Regions from separate parts of the Mus musculus genome. Here region 2 is linked to region 1. A link is a contact called in public promoter capture Hi-C data. All regions are on one chromosome and are shown on one strand. Each heading gives the region's core, a stretch centred on a gene start, on an enhancer-like site or on the middle of the called end of the contact. The rest is flanking DNA. Distances are from core to core; before and after follow the strand shown. Region 1 has its middle 18 kb from the start of Gm34983. Region 2 overlaps Gm34777 (a long non-coding RNA gene).

The links. Promoter capture Hi-C pulls out the DNA fragments that hold promoters and counts their contacts.
Region 2: a contact with region 1 is called in a promoter capture Hi-C map of the C10 cell line. The contact joins two enhancer-like sites. A contact is called at or near these places in 7 of 39 promoter capture datasets (the C10 cell line, the HPC-7 cell line, hematopoietic stem and progenitor cells and 3 more), 1 of 15 datasets of contacts at CTCF or cohesin (CD8 T cells), 5 of 484 Hi-C or Micro-C datasets (DN3 thymocytes, bone marrow-derived macrophages, liver and 2 more), 8 of 115 datasets of contacts at active chromatin or transcription factors (the 230-238 cell line, CD8 T cells, acute myeloid leukemia and 5 more) and 1 of 9 other capture datasets (embryonic stem cells).

What each region holds. Positions count from the first base shown.
Region 1 is chr10:99,439,093-99,444,730 of GRCm38.p6, forward strand. It overlaps the pseudogene Gad1-ps. Among named protein-coding and RNA genes, the nearest start is that of Gm34983, 18 kb to the right of the region's middle. Within about 2 kb of position 3,064, at least 76 of the 459 cell types and tissues checked have an H3K27ac peak or open chromatin away from gene starts, as enhancers often do.
Region 2 is chr10:99,235,282-99,240,919 of GRCm38.p6, forward strand. It overlaps Gm34777 (a long non-coding RNA gene), which reads left to right. Exons shown (of 3, transcript XR_871999.2): 3 at 3,405-3,732. Among named protein-coding and RNA genes, the nearest start is that of Gm34777, 5.0 kb to the left of the region's middle. Within about 2 kb of position 2,115, at least 44 of the 459 cell types and tissues checked have an H3K27ac peak or open chromatin away from gene starts, as enhancers often do.

The sequences.
Region 1 (5,638 bases), core at 1,814-4,313:
TTCAGGAGGCTATGCCCTCCTTGGATAGCATGCCTCAGGTTAGATTGACCCTTTTAGTATGCTGAGCCATTGTTTGGAGAGAAAAACTTTCTCCATCCTGATATATTAGTGCATTAAGAAGTTGACTCCTAGATTCAATCAAGGTCTCAGGTTCAACCAAGAGAAAAGTCCCTACTGCATAAGCTAAGATAAAACTCTTCGTTAGTATCTAAGTACTGAGCGGGATCCGGTGGTTCACGTTTAGATTTCTAGGAAATTTCCACACTTACAACTAGGAGAAGCTACAGAGAACATGTATGCCCCCACACTTTCTCTCCTAACACCCCTTCACAGGCACAGTGATCAATATTCCCCAATATCAACATCCCTCATCAACATGGTACACTTGTTACAAATGATGAACCTACATAGAACAATGTAACTGCCCCAAGTCTATAGCTTACATTTGAGTTCACTTGCTGTTAAACATAGGCTTGGATAAATATATAACAACATTAATGTGCCAAATAGCATCAGACAGAGTTTTCATTGCAAATATACTCATCTGAGGTCTGTGTAATTATTTTTCTCTCCCTTAGTCCTTATAAAACCACCGACTTATTTATTTAATCCTATTAAATAATTTCGTCTTTTCCAGAATGACATCACATTGGAATCATATGGGACGCACCCTTTCATGTTGGTTTCTTTCACTTTATCACTATGCATTTAATGCATCCATGTTTTTTTTTTCCAGTGTTTTGTTTTTGTAGCCTTAGGAAGCGGAACCTAAGCCTTCGATATGCTAGGCAAGAACTCTCCCACTGAACTGCATTCTAAGCTTGGTATTGGCTCATTTTTTTTTTAAAACAACTGAGTAAATCCCCACTCTATGTATCAGAATTTATCTATTCACTGATGAGGGACTGCATCTAAGCTTTGTTCCACTGAGTGTGGAACATTCATACTCAGGTTCCTGCATGAACACACGTTTTCAACTCCATTTACTGAGCACCAAAGAGTGACTGGTGTATCATACAGTTTGTGTTTTGCACGAAGCTGCCAAACTGTCTTCTACCATGATGGTACTATTTTGTATTGTCCCAACAATAAATGAGTTCTTGTGGTCCACACTTTTGTAGCAATTTATAGTTGTCAGTGTGTTGGGGTTTGGCCATTCTCACTGTTGCTTCAATTTTCATTACATTGGCGTCAGTAAATACACGGCATGTGTGGAGATTAATATTTACAAATGCTGCAATGAGGAATGGAGAATCCAGTTAGCAGAGTGCTAGCCTTGGCAAGCATGAGAACTTGAGTTCAGCTTCCTGGCACCCACGTATAAAGCTGGGTAAATAGATTGTGACTGTGATCAGAGTGCCAGGAACCAGCGACTAGGATGGGAAGAGGAAGGGACCTGGAACTTTTGGGTTCCAAATCATGGAGCCCCAAGATTGGTGAGAGATCTTGTTTCAAAAGTATGGCGTAAAACAGAGGTTCTTGACCTATGGATTGCAACCCCCTTTAGAGTCTAATGACCCTTTCATGGGGGTCACATATCAGATACCCTGCATGTCACATATATACATTATGATTCATAAGAGTAGCAAAATTACAATGTCCATCTCTAGCCTCCGTGGGTATACACACACACACACACACACACACACACACACACACAAACACACACACACACACACACACACATACACACACACAAACTGCCATAGTCATTAGGCATTGAAATTGCATTGTTATTTCTATGTAGAAACAAAGACCTGAATATTCATAGAATGATAAGTATTATTGTAGCCCTAAATCATTCCGTTCTTCTTTAATCGAAAAGCAAAACAAACAAACAAAACCAAAGCAGAAATCCTTGAGATGAACTCAGTACTGAGATAGTAACATGTCAAAAAGAAGGGACTAATGAGATTAGTGAGGATTGTTTTAGTTGAGTAATTAATAAGAAGGAGTGGGGGAAAAAAGCCTATCTTCAGTCGTAGCACTCAGGGCTGGTTCTTTGATCCAGAAATGGATGGGAGTAAGTAAAAAGGGATGTTCCCTCGGTAGCTTGATGATTTTGGCAACAGTCCAACCAGTGTTGCAAGAAAGGAAGCGGCCTCAAGATGAAAATCTCTTACAGGCTGGCATCTGCCCAAAGCTGAGATGTTGACAGAGAAGTGCAGGCACACCCCAAAACATCCTGATTAACTCGCAGGTGTTGTGCAAAACCCAGTGGGAAGAGGAAGACCATACTGCACCCTAGGCTGACTCTGCTGGTGGCCCTACTGGTGTGAAGAGTGCTCGATAGGCTAGAAACCCTAGGATGGTTCGGTGTTTCTGTTGTAGACTGGAGCCTTTCTCAGAGACGCATAATCTTGTTGATCTAGAAAGGATTTCGCAGAACAACTTTCCCAGTGGAATTTAGTTGTCCAGAAATTCCCTTCAAAAAATATCTCATAACACTACGCTGTATTCGGGTAGAAGGTATGTTAGCAGTAGAAGTAACTTCATGAGTTCAGTTTCAACAAATTCACTCATCACAAAGCCGATAAACCGAACGAACCAATGCTGTAATCAGAAGACGTGAAATGAGACCCGCTGGGACATGATTTGTATGGAGTATTTATCATCTTATTTGTTTTTGTATTATTTTCGTCTCTTTATACATCATGAAACAAATTGTGATCAGCATGAGATGTATTTGCGAATGGGAGGTCTCAGCAATCACCTTGTTGTCTTGTGGGTACCCTGGCTGTAGGAGAAATCTTCCTCCTGAGATCAACTGAAACCTGAGTCAAGTTGGAAATGCCAAGTCAATGCACCCAGCACTAGCTAGCATAAAGCTCTGCTGAGGTTTTGTTTATTAAACATTATGATAGTATTGTGATAGCATGCTAGCGAAAAAGTATTATTTAAAAGGTTAAAATGGCAGCCTTGGCTACCACGTTGTGTTTAAACCTCAGCTTGTTTAAATCTCATCTGGAAAGCTCTCCCATGGAACCTTAGAGAACGCTGCAGGCCGTTGGAGGAGCTGTGGTCATTATTTCTCAAGAACTAGAGTGGGCAATCCGACAAAACAAACAAGCTCAGTGCTGTTAAAGAAAATGATTTACGTTCCTTTCAGGACATGTCACAATGAGGACTGCACTATGGACTTCTCGAGCGCTTTTCTGTTTGATTTTCACGCAGAACGAATGGAACACAATGTGTAATGTTCACTAATTGCCAGTTTTATTCTGTTAGCATCTTCCTTAGGATGTGCCTAGGGGCCCAGCGATCTATTTTATTCATATGTCTTTCACCAGTTAGGTTTAAAGTCCCTTCCTAAAGTGGCCAAGCTCCTGTGTTTTCCTATTGCTGTGAGCATTAAGTAGGGAATTAATTTGCACACAGTAGGGAACTGGTTACTTACTGATTCTGCATTTAAGCTGTCTGTGAACTTATTCTCAAGCAAGCATTTACTATTGTAATGTGTGTGGTGTGGGGTATTATGCTAATGAATATTGTCAGTACATAGACTGACTCATCTATAATTTTGTGTAAAATATCATAAAACCATTTTTTATGGACTATTAACTAAAGGAGCAGGTGTTGAGTATTCACTGTTGTTCGTGTTCAGCGCTGATTCTTTAGAAGGTTGGCCTTTTGGGCAGTTAGTATACAGAAATATAAGAAACAACCTTATCAGAGATAGCTATTGGTACTGTTCTTCATTAAAATAGGCTTTTGATGGTTACTATAATTCCTTTGTAAATTGACTGTTCCTTTGCCTAATTTATCAATGCCATTCTGGTCAATAAACCTAATAATGTAATTTTTACCATCAGTGTTGTAAATAAAAAAAAAAACAATGATAATTTGTGTTTGGTTGAAAGAATGAGTCAACAAGTCGTGTTTATATATTCATACCATAAGGACAGCATTCACAGACTGAATGGTATGCTCATTTTAGCTTTACATTTTTTTTGACATTTCTTAAGGTTCCTAATTTCTTCAATTTACATTGTCATCTTTTAAAAATGTTTTCAATTACAAAGTGTCAACTTTAATTTCTCTTTGCATCTCTTGGGTGCCTCTTTGCTCCATCTGGACTGGCTGTTCTTTTGAACACTTAGCAGTTTTCATTTCGAGACTGATAATTTTATTATCCTGAAGCCATTTCTTGGCTTGAAAAAATTTGTTTGGGGCGGTTGGTTTCCTGCCTCCTTTTCCCAGAAATGATTTGTGAAGTGTGTTCCCAACTGCATGGATGTATAGGAAGTCAACGTTGTGAGTCTTTTGATATCCTTATGTGAATAATTGCAGTCTCTTTAACATTTAAAATACAATTAGTCCTCTATGTAAATATTAACAGGGGCAGAAAGCTTCATTTATTGTCTAATTTCATCTGATCACGTAACCCCAAGCTTTTTGCCAAAATGATGAATCGTCTTCGGATGCATTCAGGAACATTGTGTAATCTCTGTAAGATTATCATGGATGCCTGTGAAAGGATCAGTGTGCTCCCTGCTGCCAAAGTGAATCCCATGCTTTTATGTCCTCAGAGTCTCTACCATGGCATCACGTTGGAGATGTCTTTGCAGGTTCCTGTTATTTTGTTCCTCTTTCTTGGTTTACTCTCTCCATTAGTTACAGAGGAAGGGACCGTGGGTGACACAACTTTTTTTGAGGTCTTCTGTGTTTGAAATCTTTTTCTTTTCTTTTTACTCTTAAAAAAAAAAAAAAACCAAAAACAAACAAACAAACAAAAAAACACCTGAGTGCCGGACCAGGGATCGTGCAACCAAGGAAGAAACAGCATTGTGGTGACACCCAGCGCGTACACCTGTGGCGCATCCGAGCCCAGCAGGGGATACTTCCTGGAGGAATCTCTGGAGGGTCCAGTTCACTGTGGCTGAACAAAGCCTGTTCCTGCGCCCAGTCCGCGGGGGACTCTTGAACAATAGAGACCCCAAGACCACCGAGCTGATGGCATCTTCCACTCCTTCGCCTGCAACCTCCTTGAACGCTGCGGGAGCAGATCCTAATACTACCAACCTGCTCCCTACAACATATGATACTTGGTGTGGATGCATCAGAAAACTGGGCCTGAAGATCTGTGGCTTCTTGCAAAGGACCAATAGCCTGGAAGAGAAGAATTGTCTTGTGAGCGCCTTCAGGGAGAGACAGTCCCCCAAGAACCTGCTTTCCTGTGAAAACGGTGACCCGGGTACCCGCTTCCAGCGCACAAAGACCAACTTCTCCAATTTGTTTGCTCAAGATCTGCTTCCAGCGAAGAACGGGGAGGAGCAAACTGTGCAATTCTTGCTGGAGGTGGTGGGCATTCTCCTTAACTATGTCCTCAAGACATTCGATCGCTCCACCAAGGTTTTGGATTTCCACCACCCACACCAGTTGCTGTAAGGCATGGAAGGCTTTAATTTGGAGCTGTCTGATCACCCCGAGTCTCTGGAGCAGATCCTGGTTGACTGTAGAGACACCCTGAAGTATGGGGTTCGTACAGGTCACCCTCGATTTTTCAACCAGCTCTCTACTGGTTTGGATATCATTGGTTTAGCTGGTGAATGGCTGACATCAACTGCTAATACCAATATGTTTACATATGAAATTGCACCCGTGTTTGTTCTCATGGAACAGATCACACTTAAGAAGA
Region 2 (5,638 bases), core at 865-3,364, 200 kb before region 1:
CTACTTCCGTAAGGGGCACATGGAGGATAGCCAAGTGACATCTGATGAACTTAGTCATGAGCAGCTTTGGGTCAGAAGGCCATTCTGAAAGCTTAGAAACTACCCAAAACAAAGAGTTCTCTTCCAGTGACATTAATCCACCCTTTCATATAATGAATACTTGGTCCATCCCTATCAGCGTTTGATCATACAACCGATGAATTATTCCTCATCATCTTATGAATTCTTAGTACTTTCATCAAGGACTTCCATATCTATTGAAGCAAAGAGATTTCAAAGCTATTGGAACAAGTTGAAAGATACTGTGCACTGCACTTAAGTGCCTCTTCTATAACCAGCATATTGTGGGCACATGCTGATCGACAATTCAATATCCATCTCGCCATCATTTCCTGTGGAGTGTCTGGTGAGAGTGTTAAAAGCAGGCACTCTCGGGACTCCACAATCAACAAATAGGCACCTGACCCACGCTGGAGCCAGGCTTTCTAAAGTGAAGGGAGATGTTAGGACAATGGGCAAATGATGGGTGGGCAGTGTTTGGGGCAGTGTACTGACCACATCATAGGATGGATCCTGGAGTAGCCCATCCCATCAAGGCACTTCTGCCCAGTTCTCTGCTCCATCCTAAGAGTGGACAGAAACACAGCCAGTGAATTTCTGATGTGAAACAATGGCAAGCTAAAGATTCCCCTTGATGAAGTATGGTTATTGAAGGAAGATAGAAGGTAAGTTAGGTTCGTAGAGTAAACCCAGGCACATGCTGGTAAGACACCAACTGCATTAGCTGGAGAGATGGAGCAGAGAGAGTAGAGCCAGAGTCAGAAGGGAAAGGCACAGGTGGCTTTAGTGGTCACTAGACACAAATTGTGGGAAATGAGAAGACTTCAAGAATGCGAAATAGGCATCTCCCTGACTTCCTTTCTGCTCCTACGTTTACGTGAGTAGGGCTAACCACACTGGCTTAGATAACCTATGGAAGGGCTTATCCTTAGATAACAGTGATTCTCTTTCTCAGCAGCCATTAATTGCCTGTAGTTCTTCACCTAGAGGTGGGACCTTGTGAAATTTCCCCCATCCACGTTGGCATGACAACTTGTGATATCACTGGGCTGACCCTGTTTAAGTGACCATATTGTTAAGATTGCATGAGTGTAACTTCCGGGTCATATACAGAAAGACATTATCTCACGGCCAACCCCCTGGTCCGGACATGCAGAATCGGTGTTCTCCCTGTGCCTTTAGCTTTAGGTGCAGGAGTTGTGTTGGAGATGTATCAACTGAGCCTGGAATCATGGTCACTTGTGGCTTTCTGTAGCGATCTCTGACTGCCGCAACCCAAAACTTCTTTGATGAGGGGTGAGGGCTTCACTTATATGTGGGAATAAGGGTAAATATCTAGAATACAGTTAGAAATTATATTGGTTTAAAGAAGTGGTGGTAGTCGCTTCCCTTTTAGGATACATGACTTCACCAGTAGTTGGGTAGGTTTACAGAACTAAGGATGAATTTCCTGCCATTAAGTGGACTTTAAATCCAATTAAAGAGTTGTCGGTTGCCAATCAGAGAGCTGTTGGATTGGTAGAATTAATATTGTGAAAATGGCCATCCTACAGGAAACAATTTCCAGATTCAGTATAATTCCAATCAAAAATCCTCATGCTATTCTGTACAAAAATAGGATAAAGAGAATCCTAAAATTCACATGAAACCGCTCCAGATTGCCAAAGTAATTCAGAGCAAAAAGAGCAACCCTCGAGGGATTACCATATCAGATTTCAAGCTATATCTCAGAGCCGCAGTAATAATAGGAACATGGGCAGCAAGTTCTTATTTATGAAGAATGTCTTCTTCCATCGCTGTCTTCTGAGTCTTGTGACACATACATCATTTCCTCCTAAAATATTATCCAGGAAACTTGGCAGGGGATACAAATTTCTCTTTCCCTCTTCTCTCCAACGGCCCAAGGATATGTGTTTAAGTAGGTTCTTGAAAACAGTCCTGGAGAGCAAGCCACACTCCAACATCAACAAGCACACTCGAAGAATGACTGTGTCTCCTAGGGCTACTTACCACGTCAGAATTCCTACAGACATGCTCACCTACGTGGCCACAGCCCACACAGTTCACACAGCCTTGCCACATCTCCGTGGGAAGCTCTGTGCTGTCAGGTCCTGCTGCTTAGGAAAGGTGTTTGAGTACTGGTCTTCGTCATGTGGAAAGAATTCAACAGTGCTCGGGCAGGCAGCGATGTGCTCAATGGGCTGTGTTGTCCCCTCAACAAAAACTCACAGGACACGAGCGGACAGAAGCCTCTCTGAGTCAGAGCCCACTGCCTGCTTGTCCTTTGTCCTTTGAGCCAATAAATACAGTAACACCCAGACCTATAATATCTTATCTGCAGAAAAATACGACAGTGGCAGAGCTATGCACCTAATCTCTGAGCCAGCCTCTACAAGAGCTTTCTAGAACCTTGGAATTGAGGGACTCATTTTTGAGATGAAAAAAAAAAAAAAAAAAGAAATGTTGATAATCTTGTTGGAGTCTTCTTCAGCTTCTCATTTTATATATCTTGGAAATTGGTTACCTAAAAGGAAAACCAAACTGGTAGTGTTTTAAATAAGCATTTGAGTCATACATGGAATAGCATATCTTATCCAGTGACTTATTTTTATTTTAAAAATTATATTTGAGATAGGATCTTGCTTTTTTTTTTTTTTTTTTTGGTAGCCCTACATTGAATTAGACTGACTGTATGACTGTGAATAATCTTGAACTTGTGACCCTCTTCCTCTATGTCCCAAGGGCTCGGACTTTAGAAGAGTCAATGCCATGCTAGGTTTACATGGTGCTAGGGTTCAAATCTAGTGTGTCATAGACAAGCACTCTACCAATTGAACTACATTCCCTGAGCTGTTATGTGGTATTTTGAAAGATAAAACATGGTTTTAGAATATGCTAGACACTTTTGAAAGCCAGCTTTCTCAAAACCATGATAGTAGATTATCGAAGGAAACCATGTTCTGTGGGCACCTGAGTTTTGGTTGTTGCTCTGTCTTTTTAATGGGCATTGGGTGTTTTGCCTATGTGTATGTCTGTGTGAGGGTGTCAGGTCTCAGAGATACAGACAGTTGTAAGGTGCCATGTAGGTGCTGGGAATCAAACCGGGTCCTCTGGAAGAGTAGTCAGTGCTCTAATCCATTGAGCCATCTCCCCAGCATCAGGCATCCAAGTTTATAGACTATTTTCCTGGGTAGCAGCAGGAAAATAGCCAAAATGTCTCACCAGACTTTAGGACCTCACATAACTTTTACTGGAGAATTCAATTTAGATCGTCGTGTTTGCTGCAGCTGCATCAGCCAGGTCTCATTTCAAACAAATTTTCTCCGGTTTCTTTGCCAACAAAGCATACTTGACAGAAATGCCTCGGAGTCAACTCCTGCTGTGCCACCGGCTTTAGGCATTTTCAATTTAAGGAAGCAACCATTAGGATATTTTCAATGATGAGAAGAACGCCATTAAGCTGCCACAAATGTCAAAAGTTCCTGGCTCTGTTGACACTTATGTAATTGTTCTGGAAACCCCCACGCAGCGGAATAGACCTACAATACCAGGTATGACGCACTGAATATGTCTATGCGCACACTCGCTCTGAAGCATCCTCCAGGGAGATTTTTTTATTTTTATTTTCCTTAGAAAAAATAATAAAAGAAAAACTAAGGGGCGTTAAATGGAGAAAGTTTTCCCTGTGAATTTTTGTTTCCTTTCCTTTCTTTCTTTCTACAAAAATTCAGTTGCTTTGCAAAGAGCTTCAGAAGAGGCCGCTGTTTTCATTAATAAAGCAGCCAGATGGGCAGCACTGAAACAGGTTGAAACTTTGAAATTCTCCTGAGGGGAGTGGGGGTAGGAGGGGGGGGGAGGTGGGGGAAAAAAAAAAAAGAAAAGATCCTGTGTGTTCTCAAATTCCCAAATGGACTTTACTTCCTCTTGTGACTTTTACCCAAGGATTTATTTATTTATTTATTATTTTTTTTTAAGTTGTGACTGATAGCTGTGTGATTGGTGTCCAATCTTCTGTTCAACGATAAAGAAAACGATGCCTGGGATGGAAGGCTGATCAGCTCATGCACGCACGGCTAGACCTCAGTCACGAAGCCTCACTGGGAGCCTACTCTTTAATGGCTTTTATAAAGCCCAAATGTTGGGGCGGGGGTGGAATGGAGAAAAGCATATGGCATCTTAGCATACCGTACCCCGGGGGGGGGGGGGTATGCTAGAGTTTATAATGCTACGGCAGCGTGTATTTCATTAGTAATACACACAATCCAGACTAAGAATCCTATCAGTTCTGAGCCAAACCAGACTCCACAGGGCAGTCCCCACGGGCAGCTGAAACAGGTTACGAATAGGAATTGATGTCTGGGCAGTCATGGAGGCTCAGCCATTTGGTTGTCATCAAGGCCTTGTAGTACGAAGTCATCGGTCTGTTCTCCACCTGCAAAGAGGCAAAGCAGAGGTGAGCAGCACCCATCAACACACTCTGTTGTGTTCAAATTAGGTCCAGTTCTTCCTCCCAGCCCCATGCTCCCAGAAATAAGACTCCGACTCAAACTACATTTATAAATACCTCAGCCACATAGCTAGGCTCTTCTCTGACTAGATCCAACTTAAAAATATCCCACTTATTTTAACCTGCATTCTGCCACGTGGCTGGTTACCTGGGCTTTGATACCATGCATCTGTCTCCTCATATCTTCCTGGCAACTCTTCCCACCTGACTCTATCCAGAAGTCTTTCTCCTCCATGATGTCCCACCCACCTCTATTTCCTGCCTAAGCCACAGGCCATGGGCTTTTAAATTGACAGATGATGCATCCATACAATACACAAGATATTCTCTGTACACTGGGGTCTGGGAGACAAGAACGGGGTTCCAGGAAGGACTGATAGGAAAGAGAACCACTGTCTTAGAGAAACTTATATAGTGTAGAGGAAGAAGCAAGGCAAAAACCTAACTATAGAAAGTATCTCAGTTAGGGCTTTACTGCTGTGAACAGATACCATGACCAAGGCAAGTCTTATAAAAGACAGTATTTAATTGGGCTGGCTTACAGGTTCAGAGGTTCAGTCTATCATCATTAAGGTGGGAGCAGGGCAGCATCTAGGCAGTCATGGTGCAGGCAGAGCTGAGAGTTCTATATCTTCATCTGAAGGCTGCTAGTGGAAGACTGACTTCCAGGCAGCTAGGGCAAGGGTCTTGAAGCCCACACCCACAGTGACACACCTCCTCCAACAGGCCCACATCTTGTGCCACTCCCTGGGGTGAGCATATACAAACTATCACAGAAAGGAACATAAGCTAGGGAGATAGCTCAATGGGTGATATCCTAGCCTTGCAAACACAAAGACTTAAAGTCTGTCCCCTAGAACCAACATAGCAATGTGCCATGCACTGACAGTCCCTTCACTGCGGTGGCGGGGAGCACTAGTCTAGCTGGCCAATGAGACAGTGTCTCAAAGGCATTGGGTGGTCCTCCTGGGGATGACCCTCTGCCAATACTTGGCCCACACACAGATATGCAACAACCACAAACTAAGTGAGAGGATCCATTCTTGCTTGCATACTTCACCTTCTACAAGG